Regions from separate parts of the Mus musculus genome. Here all the other regions are linked to region 3. The links are chromatin contacts, called in public ChIA-PET, HiChIP or PLAC-seq and promoter capture Hi-C maps. All regions are on one chromosome and are shown on one strand. Each heading gives the region's core, a stretch centred on a gene start, on an enhancer-like site or on the middle of the called end of the contact. The rest is flanking DNA. Distances are from core to core; before and after follow the strand shown. Region 1 overlaps Nek10 (NIMA (never in mitosis gene a)- related kinase 10). Region 2 holds the start of Slc4a7 (solute carrier family 4, sodium bicarbonate cotransporter, member 7). Region 3 holds the start of Ngly1 (N-glycanase 1). Region 4 overlaps Nek10 (NIMA (never in mitosis gene a)- related kinase 10).

Region 1 (5,479 bases), core at 1,656-4,155, 1.4 Mb before region 3:
CTGGTCCCTGACAGGGCATCCTTCACAGAAAATGAATCAAAATAGCTTGTCCCAGTGCATGACATAGTTTATAAACTTTCACCAGTGTTTCTACACCTGCCCAGGGAAAGCCTGTTGAGTCCTGCAGTGGGGACCAGACCAGAAGGTAACAGGTTTGAGCTCTCTCAGCTTAGTGTAAATGCAGCTAGACTCTCATGCTATGTGTTGGTTAACCATGTATGTAATTTTGTTATTCTAGTTCATCTGTCTTTGTCTAACCCTCAATTCTCAGCATTTAATTAATTGCTTTCCTTATTGTAGGTTAGAAAGCGTAGTGGTCAAAATCTTTTAGCAATGAAGGAGGTCAATTTGCATAACCCAGCATTTGGAAAGGATAAGAAAGACCGAGACAGCAGTGTCAAGAACATTGTTTCTGAATTAACAATAATTAAGGAGCAGGTAAATATTGTCTTATTTCTGAGATGTCTCTGATATAAATGTCATTGAAGCTGAGCTCTGCTGCTGTTCTTGTCCATGCCGTTTATAAATCAGTTCGGTATGAAATACTGGACATTGGTGCAGTGATATTTTTGCCAGTGTTTTTCCTAAAGCTTGTTATTGAGTCATGGAAACTCTTTTAGGAGTTTATAGCAGGGCCTTGGATGCAAAACAGTTGAGCTTACAAACCAGAACACACCATGTATGCTTAGCTACTGAGTTACTGCATAGGAACAGGAGAAAGACACCCTTAATGGAGTGCTGGGAATTTGAGAAAGACCACCCTCCAACTTCAGTCAGCTAAAGCCAACCTGTTGACACCCCTCAAGTCTGGCTTATTAAATCTAAAATGTAGGTTTTGTTTCATTTCCCCTTTCTAGAGCAGGCTTGTGTAGTCTAGGCTGGTCTTAGCCCTGCTCTGTAGTACAGACTGACCTTCAGGACCCGCCCCCCCCTTTCCTGGCTCCCTGTCCTAAGTGCTGAGATTAGGGGTGGGCCCCACTGTCTTCTGGGTTATTTTTATTATCATGAATATGTGACATAATCGCTCAATTAGCTGTCATTATGAAGGAGTATTGGAGGAAAACGGAGCGCAGGCGAGAAATGGGAATTCTTTCTGTAATCCGAGAAGATGCTGGTTCCTTTCCCAGCTCTCCTTGTTTGTGCATTTCTGTTTCTAAGTTCTAGGAAGCTGCCAGCCTCACTGCGCCCTGCAGTCATGTTTGCTTGGTGTCACAAACATGGTCTTTATTCATTGAAACCTATAGTTTGACATCACTAAGTTACAACAAAAGTCACCACTAATGGATTAGATCGCAAGAAGCCATCCCATCCGTTCAGAAACTCATCCTGTCCCCACTTGCTAGTTGATTTGGGTGCTAATTTGTTTAAGTGCGTTTCCTAAGAAAAAGGGTCCAGAAGAGGCCAATCAGGGTGCCACAGTTTAGATTTTGATGTCACTGAAGATTGTCCCTCCTGTGGGAGCCACCTGAACCAAAAAGAAGGATGTCATGGAATACAGAAGCCATAGGTACGGGAGTGAGAGACCCTGTCTGCTAAGAGGTGACAATGAGCACAGCACAGAGGCTTCGAACTACCAGGCTTAGAGAATGGCACAAGTTGGCATTATTCCCTGTTCCATGCAACTGCTGGTGACACCTTCCCATCCCAAGTGGGAAAAGCAGCAGAAAGGACACTTCCAGGGCTGAGGGACAGACAAATGTCACTGCTGCCTGGGAAGCCACATCCTGGCTACTCTGCTGCTGATAACCCTGAGACCGCTGGGTTGGTGTGAGTAGCAGCTACGTGGGCCCCACTCAGAGGGACACTCAGAGGCACAAACCATTTATAGACATCATGGCAATTCCTCTGAAACAAGACACTTTACCTAGAAACTACATTCTAAATAAATAGTTGGAGACATTTTACACCATTTTTCTTTTTTAGAACTTTCTCCCTCCCTGTGTAGCTGAGGCCCAACCCTGGGGCAGAGCATGCTAAGGGAATCGTTAAGGAACTGATCAGTCCTAAACCTGTCCACTGCCCATTAGGAAGTGCAGCATCTTCTAGCCTGGTTCACAAAGGCATGGAGGACACTGTCTCTTTCATTAACTTAAAAAAGTCATTTAAAACCTTAAATGGCAGCTGGCAGTCTTAGATGAAACTTCAGTGTACAAAAGCTTGTGTTTTGAAGAGTCTGATAAGTGTTTGCTATTTGTTTTCTTACAGCTTTATCATCCCAATGTTGTACGTTATTATAAAACATTTTTGGAAAGTAAGTATGAATTGCTTTCTAAGTAAGGAAACATATGTTTGTTATTTATATACATTTATATTATGTTGGCAGAAAATAAACCCATTCAGCTATTTTCTACTGGCTTTTATTATTAGGCATTGCTTTCTTAAGCAGTAAAATAATTTTTTAATTGATGACCTGAGAATACTTAAAATATTTTGATCTGTATTATATAGAGGCACAGTGTGAATAAACAAAAATAATTAAATTATTGTACAGAAAAGGAACTGTAGAAGAAAAAGAGAAAAGAGAACTAAAGCATGATGTTTTATTTTTCTTTTTGCAAGCTCACAGCAGCATCTAGTGGCATTTTCCACCCCTAATAAAATGGATTGGACTCCGCCTTCAAGGTTTTTTTTTTTTTTTCTCACAAATTTCAGTAGATGCCACCAGGTGGCGCCAGAGTCCTGGCTGAGCCTGCAGGCTGGCTGGCTTGTTTCCTGCTTGTGGGATGGAGAGCACAGTCAAACAAAGCCAAACTCAGTCGCTTGTTTACAAGTGAAGGAAGTATTGAACTTAACCATCTGTAGCATAAAATCCTGAAGTATTAGCCGGGCATGGTGACTCAGTCCTTTAATCCCAGCACTTGAGAGGCAGAGGCCGACTGTGTGTGTTTGAGGACAACCTGATCTACATAGTGAGTTTCAGGCTGGGCATGGCTGCATAGAGAGACCCTGTCTCAATACTAAACAGAAGCTGTTCTGTATGCAGCTCAATTGCTATGTTTTTACCCATTTCCCTTCTTTAAGTGATTTAGATGGACTCCTTCCTCCTTACGTGCTAGTTCTTAATATCGGGATTATTCCTGTAATTAAAGCTATCAGATTTAGTTCCTGACTTAGACTGAAGTAAGTACAAGTCATTACAAAAACAAAACACTTAACCTGACGACTTCCAAAATAAATTGAAGGAAACTTAAAATATGTATAATATTACCAAGTTATAAACTATGATGAAGAAGACTATAATTTGAGAAAATGAAAACAAACAGCTAAGCATAGTGCAGGCAATATGTATTTCTTGGAATGGTGAAACTTGGGAATCTATAAATGTCCGTAAGAGAGATGCTATATGGTTTATTCATTTTTGCAATCCTGTGAAAGGCAACAGGAAGAACAGTGTGCTTACATTCATGCTGCAGTGTGAGACTGGTGGAGAAGCCAGTGGGCAGGATGGGAGATGTCTGTCCTTTGCAGGCAGATTGTGTATGTGTGTATTTTGTGTATGTCCAACAGTCAGAAAAGACACATGTCACATATCATTATTAGTAGTTCAAATTGGCTTTAAAGGAGTGTATTCAGAGAACAAAAACAGCAACAAGAAAACCAAAAACCCAAACAGTGCTAAACCCTTGTAAACCCTAACATAAAATCAGAGTCCAGGTCTCTCTACTCGAGAGGGGCCTAGCAGTAATCTCTGTCATGGGTAGGTGCTTTAGTCTGTGTTATTGCAACATCATAGCGTGATCCGTGGGTAAGTTTGTATGACATAATCTATGTCACCATACAAAATGCAATTTATAATGCGGTTTTCTGAACGTCTTATTTGATCCGAGGTACTAAGAGGCAGGCCTCGTGACTTGAGACAGTTGGCTTACTGTCTTTGACATGGTTCAGGCATTCTATGGTATAAGCAGAAAATGATTATGCTTGCCAGAGAGGAGAAAGTCTGGAGTCAGAGGAAGTTGCTGCTAGGCTGTGACTGCCCCAAGGGCAGCTCTGTGCTCTGCCAGCATTCAGTGGATCCTGACACTAAGTTTTCCGTTTTGTGCTCCAACACTCCTTGGAAAGCCCGGGTTCTAATTTGTGAAGGTTTTCCAGGGCTTTATACTGACTTTACATTTCTGTGACTCCTTTTTGCTTTTGCATAGATGACAGGTTGTATATCGTTATGGAGCTGATAGAAGGAGCCCCACTTGGAGAGCACTTTAATTCTTTGAAGGAAAAACATCACCATTTCAGTGAAGAGCGACTGTGGAAAATATTTATACAGGTACACTACACCCTTCATTGAAATTTTCTTTATACAACAAAGTTCTGAGCTACCTTAGAGATACACTGTTGGTTACGTATATGGCAGGAATCAAATTTGCTTCCATTCTTGTTTCAAGCTGTGCTTAGCTCTTCGGTATCTGCACAAGGAGAAGAGGATTGTTCACAGAGATCTCACGCCAAACAACATTATGCTGGGAGATAAGGACAAAGTGACAGTTAGTAAGTATAAAAGTCTTCAACTTTTTAACTGAAGAAGTTCTGAATGTCAGTTGAGAAATGCACCCCATTTCAGAGTGGTGGTGCTTGTCAGTAGAACTTTTGGCATAGATGGAAATGTTTTCTCTGAGTTGTCCAGTGGAGTGAGTAAGCACTAGCCACATGATACTCTTGGGCAAGTGGAATGTGGCCCCTGTGGCTGAGGAAATGAACTTTTATATTTCATTAACTTTTGAGCTGGGTATTGGTTTGCACACATTGGAAGGTGGAGGCAGATGGATCTGGAGTTCAAGGCCAATTTCAGTGACATAGTAAGTTGGTGCTAGCCTTAACCAAACTTTTTTTCAAAAAGCCAAACCAAACCAAACCAAAAAACAGCAATAGCAAAAAACTCAATAAGCAAAATTCTTTTGTTAAATTATAATTACTTTCCATATCCCTGAGACAATAATGTTTGCACAATATTGGATAATGGAAATACTGTTCTAAATGACTGTTTTGCTCATATGAGAGATACAGTACTCTTAGGATGCTTCTGTGTTTAATTTAACTCCTCAATTAATGCTTTCTGAGTTTTTCTTTCTACCTCATAAACAGAAGCTTTGCTGATTAACACATTGAGCACATTGCTTTGGACTACTTTATCTCAGTCTGTCTTAAAGGTGTCAGACTTGCAGGGCTTTACAAACACAGCGACTTGTATCCTTTGACATAGCTGTTTGTTTCATTGGTTGGTGTTTTCATCTGTAGCAGAAAGGCAGATAACAGTAAATTAAATTTCATTGATTAGGACAGAGTTAGGGGGCACTTCAGCACTGGAGAGGCAGAGGCAGGGGTAGAGGCAGAGAGGCAGAGAGGCAGAGAGGCAGAGAGGCAGAGAGGCAGAGAGAGGCAGAGGCAGAAGAAGAGGCAGAAAGGCAGAGGCAGGGAAGTACGAGGGGGCAGAGACAGGGAGGCAAGGAAGCAGGAAGGCAGGAAGAAAGAGATAGAGAGAGAG
Region 2 (5,541 bases), core at 810-3,309, 1.5 Mb before region 3:
CTCATGCTTGCTGGGCAACTACTTTATCCAGGAAGCCAGACCCCTTCTTCAATATAAAGTGTATTCATAGGCTGGGGGATATTGCTCAGTAGTTCAATACTTGTCTGGTCAGAGTGAGGCCTTAGTTTAAATTCCTAGTACAGAAAAAAGAAAACAACATCAACAAATTCATTGATCAATCAATTATTCCCTTTCATTTTCTTTTCACTTCTCTTCCTTTTTTTTTAAGATTTATTTATTTATTTATTATATGTAAGTACACCGTAGCTATCTTCAGACACACCAGGAGGGGGCGTCAGGTCTCAATATGGATGGTTGTGAGCCACCATGTGGTTGCTGGGATTTGAACTCAGGACCTTCAGAAGAGGAGTCAGTGCTCTTAACCACTGAGCCATCTCTCCAGCCCTTCACTTCTCTTTCTTTACTGACATCTTTTAAAATTATAGTGAGGTATTAGAATGGTACAAAAGAAATCTACATAGTAGAACCCCGAGTTACTTATTTCTACAAGTCTCCACTTCTTTTATCTGTAAAATGGGAACATAACACTATCCTACTCTATTTGGTGTGGTTATATAGAATGATATAATCTGAGTAATTTATAAAGAAAAAAAAATTCTCACAGCTCTGAAGATGGTGGGAGGACTGCATTTCATGAGAGAGACTTCTTCCTGTCTACCCGAATCTGAGAGCAGAAGGTCTGATGGACATTTGTGAGAGAGCAAGGGACACCTTTGCAGTTCCAGACCCATGGTTTATAATGTGCTCATGAACTCCTAAAGGCCTTGTGTCCTAAATACCCAACACCATTGCATTGGGGATTAAGTTTCCAATACAGTTTTTTAGGGGACACAGTCAAATCACACACAAATATACTTTATAGTATTGTGTGGATTAAAGAGGGGCCATATTTGCAAAATGTCACTGTCTGTAATTCTAGATCTTTTCAAATGGTAGCTGTTATTAATGGAAGCACACCTGTTCTTGGACAGTCGTGTGTGAGCCTGCCCTGTACCTCTCTGGGAAATTTAGAACAAAGCCAGGAGGGGTCTGGGACCCAAAGCAGTACCCAGTACACTTTGCTATTTATTGATAATGGGTTAGGGATGAGTCTTGACCTGATGATAAGTATTTCCTTTCATAATCGAATTTAGATTTTCTCAGCTCAACCTTTTATTGTCTTTTTTTTTTTTTTTTTCTTGAGACAGGGTTTCTCTGTGTAGCCCTGGCTGTTCTGGAACTCACTCTGTAGACCAGGCTAGCCTAGAACTCAGAAATCCTCCTGCCTCTGCCTCCCAAGTGCTGGGATTAAAGGCGTGCGGCACCACTGCCCGGCTCTTTTATTGTCTTTATCAACAACCTGTTAACAATAGTGATAAGCACACCACAAGTGACACACCTTCACAGAGGGACAGAAATGTATTTAATCCTTCAATGTCCATTTGTGATGGAGACCATCACCTCCACACCCAGGTAGATAGTAGACAAGCACCCTACCTATAGGGTCGACCCAAGAGTGGGACAGGTTGTGGAACTAGGCCAGTGCAGGGAGTGCACTAGGCAAGTTGCTAAATGTATCCCCTCTTTTACAGGGTCCACGATAGAGTTACCTCTAGGAGAGAAACTTGCAGAGGCAGAGAATGAATCTGGCGTCGTCCTGTTTCTCTCCTGCTTGTAAAACACGTGGTGAGGAGCTGAATGGGGTGATGACCCCATTCCACTTCGAAAGTCTGTAGAACTTCCGATTCGAAAAACCGAGTTCCACTCTCAGCCTCGGTCAATTAAGTCTTTACAAAGAGGGGCGGGGCCTCCGGGAAACTGACCTGGGGGGCGGGGGAGGCGACAGACCCTTCCGAGCTGCTGATTGGCTGATACGAATGTCTGTCTTCTTTTGTCTCCGCCCTACCTCCAAGCCCCTTAGCCACTGGAGGCGGTCGCTCGACGCCGGACCTGGTGCCTAACAGGCAGGGGGCGTGCTCCGGGGGGGGCGTGCCGGAGCGCGCCCCGCCCCCGCCCCCGCCCCCGCCCCCCAGCCCCGCCCCCCGCCCCGCCCCCGCCCGGGCGCCGCTGCCTCCTCCGCGCCGCGTCCTCTGCCCGTCTCAGTCCTCGCGGCACGCCGTTGCCTCTCTCTCCCGGAGAACGTCCCGCGCTCGCAGCGGTCGCCGCACTCCGGGGCCAGCTCTCGGCGGCCAGCGCTCCGCACAGGGTCTCCCTCCGCGTGCCCGTCTCTGCTGCGGTCGCGGCCTCTCAGAGCTCCGGGGCGGGCCATGGAGGCAGACGGGGCCGGCGAGCAGATGAGACCGCTACTCACGCGGGTAAGGAGCGGGGAGGCCGAGGCCCGCAGACAAAGGCGGCGTCGCGGCGGGGCTGCCGGCGGCCTATGCTGGCGGCCGCGCGCCGCCGTCGCCTTTGTGTGGCGGGGGTCGCAGGGGACGGCCGGCTTCGAGCCCTCGGGGACGCCTCTCCCGAGGACGCGTGTCCGCCGCCGCAGTGCCCGGCTCTCAGACGCGCGGCTCCGGGAGCCGTGTTCTCCCGCCGCGTGGACGCTGCCGTCCTTCAGCCCAGGCTGCTGTTCCTGCCGCCGCCGCCGCCTTCAGCCTGTGGCCGGAGTCGGGACCGGCCGTCGGGGCCGGCGCTCTGTGGCGTGTTGGGTCGCAGGCCCAGGAGAAGCACCGTGAGTGCAGTGTCCTCCTCCGGGCTCCATAGAAAGAGAATGGACCGAGAGAGACCCCAGTGCTCTGCGCCGCGCGTCCCCAGTCCAGCCGATCCCGCTTTCCCAGTGCAAGCAGCCTGAGTAAGGGCGGACTTGGGACGCGCAGAAACTGGGCTCTCATTTAAACGGGGGAGGGGGCGGGGGGCACACAAGTGGCCCGTTCTCTAGAAACAGGAACGTGTATGTGCCCTACAGAAGAAACTGCTTTCTCCTTTCAGAGTCTCTGACTCAAAGGATGTGGTGGTACTAATTTTCCTACTTCCAATTTTTACTCTGACCAGTGAAATGGGAGGGAAGGTTGCAGGGATGAATTTTCCAGTCTTTTCAAAACAAGGAAAAGGACATTTTGCCGGTTTTTTTTTTTTTTTTTTTTTTTTTTTGGTAGAATTTTCCTTAAGGCTCCCTCCTCTCGTTACTTTAAAAGTTATTGTGGAGGCCGTGGGCGGTGATCATTCATTACTTCACAGTATTCAAATATAAACTCTTTAAATATAAAGGAAAACTTCGGTCTTAAGACTGTGAAGTTCTGTAGTGGTTATGGGTTTGATGGGTCACAGTGATGAAGTACTGGAAACTCCTTAGGATTCTTTTTATGGCCTTTGAATGAACCTTCAGGACCTTCTCCAAGACTATCTGTCAAATACACTGTTGCTTGTTCTTAACCTTATTTGCACATTTTCAGCTGAACAGTAAACAGTATCAGTTTTCATAAACCTGGGTAAAAATGTTGTATTCTCTATCACAGTCTATTTAGGCAGAAGTCGTCATACACAGTAAGGCTATTGCCATTCATCCGTCCATCCATCCATTCATCCATCCATCCATCCATCCATCCATGCATGCATTCTGTGCAGTAGCTTATTGAGAACTTATTCTGTAGTGTCCAGAGTAGAAGCACTTTTTTCCGATAGAAGCTTCATTCAGAGGGGTGTGGGTGTGTGTCTACAATAAGGGACAGGATAGGGGACAAACAGATGGCAAGGAACTCAGTTCTGGTATTAGTACCATGATAGGAGAGTATTTTGGAAGGTCATACACCCTAAGTCTTTGGGAGAATAAAACTTGGCAATAATAAACTTACAGAAAGTAATAATAGAAATAAGGGGCTGGAGAAACGGCTCTGTTGTTAAGATCATTGGCTGCTCTTTCATAGGACCCAGGTTCATTTCCCAGCACCCACTTGGCAGCTTACAACTGTTTGTACTTCCTCTTCCAGGGGAGATACACCTTCATACAGACATACATGCAAGCAAAACAGCAATACAAAATAAATTATAATACAGAAATAAAATTGCTTCTAGTCTGGAAGCAGCAGTGACAATAGGTTAAAATAGTGGAGAGCGTTCTGCTTTTTGGAAGGTGGAAACATGCTCACTTTACTTTGGTAAGTGAAAACATAAAAATGAGATACTGTGATGTTTGTCAATTATAACTAACTTACTTTCTTTCTTTCTTTCTTTCTTTCTTTCTTTCTAGACAGGAACCCACATCGTCCCCAAGCAGGCCTCAACCTTGCTACAATCCTTCTGTTTTAGCCACACTAGTGCTTGCATTATAGGCATGAGCCACTATGTCTAGCGCTCAGTTGCAACTTTTACTTCACAATAGACTGGCCTAGCCAAAAGAGTTGACTAAAATTCATATTTATATACCACCTTAAGTTTATAATTATGCAAAAATATTTGAGTAGCCGTTATGTTGGAGGCCACTTATATTACTTTGTAGATGGAGCCCATCTCTCATAATTTAGTATTATGATTTCTCACTGACCATAGCATTGGAAGGAAAACTTTACCTCACATTATCTTTTGTTTTGAGGGATTGAACTGGGTGAGGGGGAGGCTTATCTATGCTAGGCTTGGCTGCAACATTTGTTTTGCATTAATAAAAATGTCACCATTGTAGGTTTGATTTGGAATTTATCAAAATCTTATTTTTTTAATGTTGGATAAGTAGTTGTTAGTCATGTTTTCTAGTGTAGGTTGTAGCATATAGTACCAATTCTCTAGTTTTAGCAAAGAAGCTTTCTTTTGAGCATTTTGAGAATGTCCCATGAAAAGGTTGCTTCTCTGATTTCTTTCATTTTATAGGCTTTCTCTTTCTCTCTTTCTCTCTTTCTCTCTTTCTCTCTTTCTCTCTTTCTCTCTTTCTCTCTCTCTCTCTCTCTCTCTCTCTCTCTCTTAAGGGAAGATTTCCCTGTGTGTTTGAGGCTGATTTTGAATTCACTACATAACACAGACTGGCATCAAAGTTGCATCAACTTCTTGCTACCACTTCAAATGCTGGAATTATAGGCATGTTTCACTTTACCCAGCTTCACCTTATAGATACTAAGTATCTCATGAATACTGGGTACTGGAAAATAGTCATACCAGGTAGATGGAGCCCTGCTTTCAGAGGGTTTATTTCAGCATGTTGGGTGAACATTTGCATTCAATTTGTGAATGCCAGTTAAAATATTTCATGATTCTGTTAAAAAAATATTTCTTTGGAAAAAAAAAGTAGGTATTTGGCTAGAAGGAATAAGATTCAAATAATCTAGTTTTTGTGAGTCTGTAAATATCCTCTTTTGGGGAACTGTGAGTTGCTTTCATTACTGACAGCTTTTACATATATGGCATCCCAGGCATATTACCAGAATTTCTGTTTCCTTTTTGGCTTATTCTTGGTAATTTGAGGCTATATGCCATGGATTTGTAACAGTTAAGGGCGAGGCAGTATGCCTGTCACTTGTTCATGTAAACCTAGTCTTAGATTGGAGGACAGTTGTGTCTGATAGTGAGACTAGACTATGACTGATTTAATAACATAGGTTTTCTTTTGACCAG
Region 3 (5,348 bases), core at 2,569-5,068:
TTGTTGTTGTTCTTTGCTCTGGTTTTTTCTTTTTCCAAGACAGGTTTTACTGTGTAGCCCTGGCTGTCCTGGAACTCACTCTGTAGACCAGGCTGGCCTCAGTGTCACAGAGATCCATCTGCCCCTGCCTCCAAGGGTCGGGATTAAAGGTGTGCATCATCACGGCTCAGCCATTGAGGCTTGCAACCATTTCCAGAACTCTTAACAGTGGAAGGAAAAAAACCAACTCCCAGAAATTGTCCTTTGATCTCCAAATGCCATGGCAAGGGCATGTGTATGCACTTGCTACACACACACACACACACACACACACACACACAAATAAAAATGAGGTGTGGGAGAAATGGCTCAGAGGCAAAGGGATATTTCCAGAAGGTTATGGCGACAGCATATCAGCAGACAGCAAGCATGGTGGCTATAGGAAGAAATGGAAAGTTCACATCCTTTACCACAAGCATGAAGCCAAGAGAGCAAACAAAGGTGTTTTCTCTACTACTTTCAGTGACATACTTCTTCCAGCAAGATGTGCCACCTAACTATTCCCAAACTGAACTACTGACTGGAAACCATGAGTTCAAATACTAGAGCCTGTAGGAAATATTTCCATTCAAACCACCACACTCTACTCCCCGGTCTTCATAGATGCCCTGGAGTCTTTCACAGTCTTAATACTGTTTAAAAGCCCAAAGTCTCTTCTAAGATGCAAAGCATCACAGAATTCAACCTTCAGTAAAATAAAAAGGCAAATCACATATTTCCAATATATGGCACAGATTGCCATCCCAAAAGGTCCAAGTGGGGAATAAGAACATAATGGACCAAACTATGACTAGAATCCAGCAGGACAAAACACCAAATCCTGTAGCTTCGTGTCTTCTGTTAAGGGCTCCACACCTCCAGCTTTCCTGCCAGTAGCCTGCATCTCTCTCTTAGGCTGGTCCTTCTCTATTGACCTCCTTGGCAGCTTTCTCATAGCGTTGATATCTCCAACATCTTGTGGTCTCCACTGGAACCCAAGCTTCCCTTTCACAGCTCTACAAAATGGCCTATCATGACTCTTATTCTCTCAGTATCTTCATGCAGAGAATTCCATACCACATGTTGCCTGGCCTCAGAGGCTCTCAGAAGCCACAGAGGTAGGATCTGTGACACTTCATTCTTGTATCCTTCAAGTCTAAACCTGGCACTGTGGCTGCCAGCCAGGGATGGGGTCACTTGAATCACATTAGCAGCAATACTTTTTCATTCAGTAACTTTCTGGGATCAGAAAAGACTTTAGGCTATTGTACAAGCTGGAAGTTTTGCTGAGTGAGGTCTTGGCTAGAGAGTACCCTTTACCTTTGTTCCAGTACAAGGCAAACTTCTCAACTATGTGAAACATCTTCTCTCTAGCACATGCCTTGGCTGTAGTGTTAAGCTCCCTAGATCTCCTTTTCTCTACAAACAGTACAATTTATCTTGTTTTCTAGCCCAAGTCTTCCCAAAGCCTTCTATAAATATTCCCCTAGCCCCACAAAATAAAACCACATGGTCAAGTTCATCCCAGCAATATCCCACTCTCTTAGTACTCGTTTCTGTCAGTCAGGAGTTTGCATGTTGGTACTCCTTTTCCCTGAACTGGGAGTAATCCAGGGAAATGAGCCCCTACCAATCCCAGTTGTAGATATGATAGCTGCCCAACATAAGAGGGCAGTTCAGGTCATGCCACTCTTGGTCGCTTTAGAAATAGCAGCTGGTACTAGAATTGCAGGAATAACGACTTCCATAACACAATATGATAAATTTACTTCCAAGCTCAGCACAAGTTTTCAAAAAATATCTGAAACCATGCTTACCCTAGTTTTCTATTGCTGTGATAAAACACCACAACCAAGGCAACTTATAAAACCATTTACTTTGGCTTATGGGTACAAAGGTTAGAGTGCGTGATGGCAGAACTGCATGGCAGCAGGCATGGCAGCCAGAGAAGGAAATTGAATACTCACATCCTTTACCACAAGCACAAGCAGAGGGAGTAACCTGGACATAGGGCAGGAGCATGTACTCTCAAAACCTAACTGCCTCCCATAATGCACTTTTCCTAACAAGGCTGCAGCAGCTGGCCTGCCTGTATCCTTTATATACTGGGATTACAAGGATCAGTCAACACTCACAGCAAATAGCTGGGAATACAGCATTTGAAGTTGGGCCACAAACATAATTATTACTTTGTTATGGACCAGAAAAAAAAATGCTAGTAGTTAGCCACTGAAAAATTTAAACAACAGCTAATAACATACTTTGTTGAACATAATATTCTCTTTCTAAGACTTATTCTTTCAAAGTCTCATAGATATACAATGTTCTTTGGCCACAGTCCATCCATTATCTCTCTTCCATCACCTTTGCCCTCCCCTTTAACCCCCCTTTCCCTCATCTGCCTCCTTCTTTCATGTCTTTGGTGGTGGTGGTAGTAGTGATATATGTATGTATGTATGTATGTATGTATGTATGTATGTATGTATGTATGTATATTTGATTCTCCTGCCTCTACCTTCCAAGTTTTGGGATTTGCCAACATGCCTAGCTGAAAACAATATTCTTGAAGTTGGTCTACAAACCTAAGTGCTAAAAATGTAGGTATATTTTACAGATGAATATTCAGAAGTTCTTGAAAATTCTCCGAAGAAATTGCCCAGAAACATTAAAAAACAACAGATAATAAAGTGTCAAACGAGGTCACATAAGTAAATATCTTTAAAACACAAAGCCAACAAGTACCTGCTACGTGCTAGTGATTCATATATGTAATTCCAGCTATTCAAGGTGAGTGGAGCATGGAAAACTCCTGACTACAAATCAAGGTCAAGTGCACTCTTAGTGGCATTTCAACATTAAAAAGTAATAAAAAAAAGCCAGGTAGTGGTAGACAAGCCTTTAATTCCAGTACTCAGGAGGCAGTGATCAGGTGGATCTGAGTTCAAGCTGATCTATAGCTGGAGTTCCACTTTACCCAGAACTATGCAGAGAAACCCTCTTCTGAAGAAGAAAAAGAAGTAATGAGGACTGAGTATGAAGCTCAGTGCTGGAGCCAATTTCCAGGGTTGATGTCAGTGACAAGGGCATCAGCTAAGGAGGTTAGTGATTCCCTTTCTAAGATAAATTAAGGATACTGGTAAGGGATATGCCAGTATGAGTCAAAGGATACAATGTGTATATAAACTTTATTTACTTGTTTGTTCCTCATTTTATTCTATTATTGTATATGGGTTTTATGCGAGTATCCATAGGACACTCCCAAAATGCTCCTTGCATCAGAATCATACCTTGTGAGCAACAACTGAGTTTTCATCAACAGAATTCGGAAAATACACAAATCAGAAACCCAGAAGAGTTCTGAGCTATGCTCTGTTTTTGAAGCCGGACACTAGTAACCAAAGGGCAAGACTGCAGTAAATTCCCGTGTGAGCCCAGCCTAGGCCACAGACCATGATCACTTTCCCTTCCCCATAACCGCCCCCACCCCACCCCACCCCCCAAAAAAAAGACATAACAAAAACTTGCTCGGTCTTCTGGAGTCTTTTCTTCCACAAAAGACTTTTATCTACCGTAAAAAGAAGGCTGTGCAATTATCTCTGGGACCCTACCCGACACAAGCAGCCACCACAGCTCGAGATCTACTCCACTGGCTCGGCCCCTTGTACCCCGTACCCCAACGTTCGCAACCGGCCTCTCCGCGGCTCGCCCCGCCCCTAGCCCCTCCCGGAACGCCCCGCCCCTCGGCTCCTCGCCCCGCCCTCTGGCCGCAGGCCTCTGCGGCGGCCTAGGCGCTCCTCAGCGCCTGCTCAGTGCGGGCCGCGGTGCGCGAGGTGGCGAAGGCCGCGGCGCAGCCATGGCGTCGGCCACACTGGGCAGCTCGTCGAGCTCTGCGTCCCCGGCCGTGGCCGAGCTATGCCAGAACACCCCGGAGACCTTTCTGGAGGCCTCCAAGCTGCTGCTCACCTACGCCGACAACATCCTGAGGTGCAGCCGGGGCCCTCGAGCCTGAGGGCCGCAGGCGGGCGGGGCCGCGGACACTCGGGCCTGAGGCGGGGCGGGCTGGGCGACGAGGGCCCGCCGAGGCTGTCACTGAGTTTGACAGCTGTGCTGTCCCATCTCGCTGCAGGATCCCGGCGCTGTGGCTCAGCCCGAGTGCCAGTTAAACGTTCACGCCGAGTTTGGCGGTTGACACATTTATAGTTTAAGTTACGAACTTTGTGTCAAGTCACCTTTGTACTGAGTGCAGCACTTTCCACAACTGGCTGGGAGTTTGAGTCAGCACCTCCCATGGCCGCTCCGGTCAAAGAGTGTGGGGAAGGGATGCGGAGGGGCAGACAGTGGAGGTCACTTCAGTTGAGCCCCTGGGCGCTGGCTCTTACAAACACACCGACCCGAAGTCTGTAGGAATTCTTAGTTTAAAGGCTGTACAGTTCATGCGGACCAGCTTTAGAGAGTTAGTTGTTAGAGACATTGAGGTGTTGTCCTGTACCCCAAACTGGCATGGAACTTGATCTGTACCCCAGAACTCATGCCAGTCACGACCTACCAAAAGCTGAGATTACAGGTGTGTGCCACCACAACCATAATTCTTCATTTAGGTGACATTAGTGATATTTAAAATATATTTGAAAAGGGAATATAATGTGATTCTATGCCAGATGTTATGCAGCATTTGGGCTTGCACATAATTGTGACTTGTGTGAAGATGGCCTTCCTCCTTTATGACACCTCAGCTTAACCCTGAGATCTCACAGCACCTCAGAGTACAAGGTGTCTGAAAGAACTCATAAGCTTGATTCTCCAGAGCCCACAGCTGGCGTTTCATACTGAATTGTTTAAGTCTTCAACCTCCCACCCCCATACATAAGAGAAGGATGGATTTGTAAAGACATTTCGATTCTGTTAGTACAATGAAACCAAAGATGCTAAGATCAGAGTACTTTGAAAGATAGCTTTGCATGCAGACAGTTATTTCGGATCATGACCATCATTATGAATATTTACTAAATTTCTTAAAGAAACTGGTTCATTTTACAGCCTTTACTGTGGCTTACATTTCTGATCTTGGAGTTTTTGTTTTATAAAGGAAATTAGAGCAGTTTGTAAGAGAAATGATTCAGGTTGATGTGAGAAAATGCTCCTTTAGTTTGTTTTCAACAAGTGTCCTTGTGTTCTTAGAATTCAAGGTCTGGCTTGGTTGGGAGATGATATCCTGCTTCTTCATGTCCAAATCCAGTGACTTCTTAACTCTTAAGGAAAAGCTCCATGTCTTCCTGGTCCCTGACCGCACATTATAATTATACTTCTGTAATTTGGTAGAGAAAATCAGG
Region 4 (5,442 bases), core at 1,690-4,189, 1.4 Mb before region 3:
CTTAACTTTTTTTTTTTTTTTTTAATGATAAGAAGAAGTACAGAGAAATGAGGTTGCAGTTCTGACCAATGGTTTTTGTTTGTTTGTCTTAATCTCCACAAACACAACTTTTATATTCATTAACAATTTATCTCAAGTATGAAATGCCAAATACTAAAAATTCTGTGTTCATGTTGAAGAACAGTAAAACATCATAGAACTTAGTAAAAGTCATAAAACATGGACCTTCTGTCCTTCAATGTGCTCTGTTTCTTTTATTTTATTAGGAAATACTCCATAAATTGGGTGGTATTGAAGACCTTGCTCAGGTAAGATTGGTTCTGTGGTAGCAGGCTTTGCCTTTACATTCTAGGTTAAGTTTTGGTCAAGGACTAAATAAGCATACAGTAGTAGGCTAAACTAGGTACCCTCGTCTTTAACATGCCTCAGGTTAGAGGTAAGTGCAGTAGCCAAGAGATGACCTTCTTTCCTCAGTTATGTTTGAGCTCCCATGATGTGATGCTAATTCTCAAGGCAGTCAAGAAATGCTTGACTTGTTTCTGCTGCCTGCTGGGGTAGTAGCAGATAAGGTTGATAGTGGTGGCCCTGAGACATGACACTCAAAGGCAGAGAGAGAGAGTGATGGAAATATTGTCCTTGCTAATTAGCCTCATTTATCCAGCCTGTTGGGGGGAAAAGTGCTGTTAAAAAGTCACATTAAAAATTTTTGCCATGTTTTTAAATACATTTAAAAAGCTCTTAAAGTCAAATGTCTTAAGTTAATGATGACAAGATTATTGTCAATAGCCAGCATTGGCTGGCCAGATCACTTACATGATGTAAGGAAATATGAAGTCATTACAAAGTATCCACCCTTCATTACATATTTATAAATTCAAGATAATATAAGGAAAGATCTTGGTTTTAGGCTTTTTGTGCTTTAAAAACAATTTTCTAAGAAACTCCTCTCATGTCTTATAGTACCTTAAATTTTGTTATGAGGAATGACTAACAGGTGATTATATAGGCTGAGCAGCTATTCAACAACTTTGCTTATTGAGAGAATAAAAAACAATTTTAGGGCATGTCATTGAGTTGGAATTCCCAGTCTCCCAAGACTGGGAGATAAGAAAGGTGATTATTTATTTATTTATTTACTTACTTTAAAATTTATTTTAGCTTTTTTTTTTTTCAGGATAAGAGATTAGACAAGTACTCTACCACCAAACTCTATCCTAGCCTTTATGTTTACTTTTTGTTTTTTTAAACTTTTGATATGGATCTCACTAAGGCAGCTTCAAATTTGCAGTCTTCTTGTCTCAGCCCCTCTTGTAGCTAAATAACAGGTCTATCCACATCATGCTATTTTATTTACTTATTTATTTTGCTCATTTATCCTTACATGAGAAATTGTCGCACCATGTAGCCCATGTTGGACTAAAACTTCAAATGATCTGTTTCAGCTTCTTGAATGTTGAGTCCTGTGTTAACAGACCAGCAAAAAGTGATTTATGCTAAACTCGGTCTTGAGAACTCATTCTGAGCTAGATTAATAGAAGATCATGCCTAGTGGAAATGTTACCTTTGAATACAAAATTTCCCTACAGTCTCCTGTGTTGATACTTGGTGCCCAACTGTGCTGCTATATGGAGAGTCAGTGGGAACCTTGAGGCAGGACTGAGCTGGAAGAAGAAGGGGCCACAGAAAGATGCCTGCTCCAGCCCCTTCCTACCATTCTCTATGCTACCATGAATTGAGCATTTTTTCTCTGCCTCACTTTCTTTAAATTGTTTCTCTCAGTGTTTGTCACAGCTATGGAGACTGAACAGAGTCACCTTAAATCCTGGGAAGGTGATTCATGCTCAGTGTTTAAAATGTTTATTTGTTTGTTTGTTTGTTTATATGTATATGAGTGATCTGCGTTAGAACAGACACACACACAGAAGAGGGAATCAGATTCTATTACAGATGGCTGTGAGCCACCATATTGCTGGAAAATGAACTCGGGACCTCTGGAAGAGCAGCCAGTATTCTTAGCCATCTCTCTAGCCCCCTTGTTTAGTTTTTAAAGAGAAATCTAACTGAAGATGTACCTCACTGAGTGAAGTCCATGTCCATATATTGTAAAGGACATCACCACTTTAACATAAGCATTCACACTGTCTATGCTTCTCTGAGCCTATTTCTTAAACATTTTGCTGCAAGGTGAATCAAAGAATCAGGTTACTATGTATATCTTATATAAGATGCACCGTGAAACTATTCAGTTCAAGTCATTCTGGGATTTTTGAGAGCTTTCAGAATTCTTTCAACTTTGGGGGCATTCAGGAAGAAACCATGAATCACTAAGTCCTGTGTCCCACCCTTGAGTGCCACAGGCCCAGGAGTACTGAGCAGTTCTTACTTACCTCTCTGCCATCCTAGGCTCATCCTAAGACCTGCACTCTTGTTTCCTATGTACTTTTGGTGCTGGCTTTCTGACTGGCTTATTGGGTTGGTCTTTCATGCAGTACATGGAGATCGTGGCCAACGAGTACCTGGGCTACGCTGAGGAGCAGCACTGTGTGGACAAGCTGGTCAATATGACGTGTAAGCATTGTTGCCAGGCACCCAAAGAATCTCGTGGACTTGGGAGAAAGAACACCTGCTGCTCTTATTATTGTTCCACTCACATGGTGTGTGCCTTTGTGCCAATGGTATCACATGTCCCCACATCTCCCCATGGCAGCTCTTTCTTTGGCAAGCATATTTGTTTCAAGGAAGAAGTCTTTCATAAAAGCGACATCTGTTGTGACATTGAAAGAAAACCTTTTGATTTCTGTGAAAATGTCAGAACCAGGGATTTTTGCTTCTAAAATTGGGTAATAATTATGCCTAGCTCATATAATGTAGACTACCCACAACATGAAAAGGAAAACTGAGAATCTCCCCTGAAAACAGCAATGTGGAAGCTGTGGCCAGGGTGTGAGACATCTCAGACATTCTTCTGGCTTCCTCAGAAAGCTTGACCAGTTTCTCTTCCTTCTCTCTCCTATTGCCCTTCACCCACCCCTCCCCCTTGCAGTCCCTCTAGGTGTGGTCAGCCACAGGATTCCTGCTGCTTTGGGTGCCAGCACAAGCCCATTGTACTTGTGTGGATAGACTGGTTTCTCATGCTTTGCTGGTTGGGCCTACGGTGGCTCTTAGGGGCAGGGGAGATGCTGGGCACCAGGATGTTCCTTTGAGGACAGCTTTCTCGGTGCAGGTCTTATGTTCTGCCTGGCCTCCCATCTCTTTGTAAGCTGGAATAATGAGTAGGGTCTTTTAAGTCCATGCCATGACCTTGTAATAAATAAGGTTCAGGAACCTGTTCAACTTTAAATGCACGGGGAGTTTGCTTTTGTGCTATTTGCAGATTTACTATACTAGGTGAGCTTCTAGAGTTGAACTAGGCAGCCCTGTCCTCCACTATTCCTTTTGTGGGTCTCTGCTCCCACTCTCTCGTTCTTCTCTTTCCTGTCACTTCTGAGGAGCCAGAGTTTCATGACAGCTGTTTCTCGATCTCCCTTTGAATGATTTCTTTCTTTAATAGATATTTTTCAAAAACTTGCTGCTGTGAAAGACCAAAGAGAATGGGTTACTGCAAGTGGAGCCCACAAGGTGAGTGGGCCCCTAGAGTGCTGAGGTTCTACATGGCCCTGTGTGTCATCAGTCGCTCTCCAAGTTCAGAGCTTAATACTCAAGCTACATGTCATTATAAGTCGTAAGACTATGCACCCAGCCTAAAATGGCTTCTCTACTTATCTTCTTATGTTCTTTACCAACACAAGGAATCAATAAATGGTGCAGCATATGAAGGTTTTTACTTTTCAATTCTACTCCAGCTGAGTGCATCACTTAACTTTAATGTTAAAGCGAAATCCATCTGTATTGTAAGGTTTTATAATTAGAATAATATGAAATCAGCATTTTCTGTAAGTCAGAGATAATTGAATATAGCAATTTATGGGATGCAGACTCACAAGGTGGTATGGTATTGTAAGCTATGGATTAAGTATTCATTTTAAGGTGCTAAAGATGCAGTTCAGAGAAAGACCTTGGGTCCTGGACTCTGTATTCCCAGGAACACCCCTCCCCCACCACCATACACACACACACACACACCCACATGTCAGTGTGTACCGTAAAATACATGAATGTTGGTTTAGTGGTAACAGACATTTAACAGGCAGATGTGTAGAGCTGATTTCAATAACCTGTTGAGTCCTCCTATCTCAGGAATGCCTAACTTGTGCTGCTTGTGGTCTTATGCTTCTGGGAGAGAGTTTAGGTGACACACAGTAGTTTTCACTTTAACAGACAGTGATTTTATTGATGTTGCTTACAATCTGACAAAACAATAACATTAAGGTGTTAAGTTGGCTTAGCAACAATTTTGAAAAGGATGTTTGTAGAATTGAAGTTTGTGAACCATATCACACAGTGGTGGAGATCAAGGAGGAGTCCAAGAGAGATGCTAACTTCAGCATAAGGAAGTGTAAAGGGATCCATGGGATGAAAACAAAAGTGCATCCCCGCATCCCCGCAGAGCTTTCACAGCTCTGACACTAGGATGTTTGGCAAGAAAGTAGTGGGGGACAGGAGTCTGTGGTCTGAAAAATTGGAGAAAGAGCATTTACATTAATGGGGATTCAATGAAGGCATTCTTCTCCAAGGAAAGGCATGATGGATTAAGCAATTTGGTCCTAGTTATAAAAAGGTTATGTTTTCAGTGGTTTGCAATCTGTGGGTTGTGGCCCCTTTGATGGTCAAAAGACCCTTTCACAGGGGTTGCATATCAGATATTCTGAGTATCAGATATTCACATTACAGTTCATAGCAGTGGCATAATTATACTTATGAAGTAGTGAGGAAGTAATTTTATGTCACCACAACATGAGGAACTGAATTAAGGGGTTATAACATTAGGAAGAGTGAGAACCACTGGTTCAAGGGTTTACGTGGGTAACATTGGGAAGAAAAATACAAGTAATTATATATATATATATATATATATATATATATATATATATATATATATATATATATTCTACTGGTGTACACACACATTTTTTAATTGAGCAAAAGAACAGAATCCAGAAAAAAAAAAAGCAAAAGATCAGTGTCTGTGATTTTTAGGAAGAGTACACAATATTCAAGAAGCTCCTGGGACTTTGGTAATTGCATTCTCTTCTTTCCTTCAGACATTAGTGAGTTTGCTTGGTGCCCGAGACACCACTGTCCTCTTGGGTGCTCTGCTGGCACTGGCCAGCTTAGCAGAGAGGTAAGTGCATCTCAGCATGCTCCTCTGTGCAGGCAGCATCGTGGGTGGGAGACACAAACACACAGGCTACTCTGTTACCTGCTCCTCTGTGCAGCATTGTGCATGGGAGACACACACACACAGGCTAATCTGTCACCTGCTCAGTTGAAACCTGGTGCGGG

The links. Promoter capture Hi-C pulls out the DNA fragments that hold promoters and counts their contacts. ChIA-PET counts read pairs in DNA pulled down with a chosen protein or histone mark. HiChIP or PLAC-seq counts read pairs in DNA pulled down with a chosen protein or histone mark.
Region 1: a contact with region 3 is called in an RNA polymerase II ChIA-PET map of memory CD8 T cells, with 11 times the contacts expected there. The contact joins the enhancer-like site here to the promoter of Ngly1 in region 3. A contact is called at or near these places in 7 of 39 promoter capture datasets (the C10 cell line, cranial neural crest, embryonic stem cells and 4 more), 1 of 15 datasets of contacts at CTCF or cohesin (large pre-B cells), 2 of 484 Hi-C or Micro-C datasets (CD4 T cells and bone marrow-derived macrophages), 12 of 115 datasets of contacts at active chromatin or transcription factors (T-cell acute lymphoblastic leukemia, acute myeloid leukemia, bone marrow-derived dendritic cells and 9 more) and 3 of 9 other capture datasets (adipose tissue, liver and macrophages).
Region 2: a contact with region 3 is called in an H3K27ac HiChIP or PLAC-seq map of double positive thymocytes, with 11 times the contacts expected there. The contact joins the promoter of Slc4a7 here to the promoter of Ngly1 in region 3. A contact is called at or near these places in 8 of 39 promoter capture datasets (the 3T3-L1 cell line, the C10 cell line, the HPC-7 cell line and 5 more), 3 of 484 Hi-C or Micro-C datasets (CD4 T cells and muscle stem cells), 11 of 115 datasets of contacts at active chromatin or transcription factors (the 230-238 cell line, astrocytes, bone marrow-derived dendritic cells and 8 more) and 3 of 9 other capture datasets (adipose tissue, liver and macrophages).
Region 4: a promoter capture Hi-C map of hippocampal neurons shows a contact between it and region 3, with 5 times the contacts expected there. The contact joins the enhancer-like site here to the promoter of Ngly1 in region 3. A contact is called at or near these places in 6 of 39 promoter capture datasets (the C10 cell line, cranial neural crest, hippocampal neurons and 3 more), 1 of 484 Hi-C or Micro-C datasets (muscle stem cells), 6 of 115 datasets of contacts at active chromatin or transcription factors (acute myeloid leukemia, double positive thymocytes, embryonic stem cells and 3 more) and 2 of 9 other capture datasets (adipose tissue and liver).

The regions. Positions count from the first base shown.
Region 1 is chr14:14,861,251-14,866,729 of GRCm38.p6, forward strand. It overlaps Nek10 (NIMA (never in mitosis gene a)- related kinase 10), which reads left to right. Exons shown (of 35, transcript NM_001195229.1): 18 at 301-438; 19 at 2,206-2,251; 20 at 4,143-4,264; 21 at 4,383-4,485. Among named protein-coding and RNA genes, the nearest start is that of Nek10, 43 kb to the left of the region's middle. Within about 2 kb of position 2,906, at least 64 of the 459 cell types and tissues checked have an H3K27ac peak or open chromatin away from gene starts, as enhancers often do. A contact at or near this core is called in bone marrow-derived macrophages, double positive thymocytes, forebrain and 3 more, where this site is marked.
Region 2 is chr14:14,700,966-14,706,506 of GRCm38.p6, forward strand. Slc4a7 (solute carrier family 4, sodium bicarbonate cotransporter, member 7) reads left to right here and starts at 2,060. Exons shown (of 26, transcript NM_001360504.1): 1 at 2,060-2,315. The coding sequence starts at 2,268.
Region 3 is chr14:16,245,496-16,250,843 of GRCm38.p6, forward strand. Ngly1 (N-glycanase 1) reads left to right here and starts at 3,819. Exons shown (of 12, transcript NM_021504.3): 1 at 3,819-4,002. The coding sequence starts at 3,872. It also overlaps a transcript of Oxsm not described here.
Region 4 is chr14:14,840,297-14,845,738 of GRCm38.p6, forward strand. Nek10 (NIMA (never in mitosis gene a)- related kinase 10) reads left to right here. Exons shown (of 35, transcript NM_001195229.1): 6 at 267-308; 7 at 2,490-2,568; 8 at 3,551-3,618; 9 at 5,202-5,281. Among named protein-coding and RNA genes, the nearest start is that of Nek10, 22 kb to the left of the region's middle. Within about 2 kb of position 2,940, at least 32 of the 459 cell types and tissues checked have an H3K27ac peak or open chromatin away from gene starts, as enhancers often do. A contact at or near this core is called in hippocampal neurons, microglia and muscle stem cells, where this site is marked.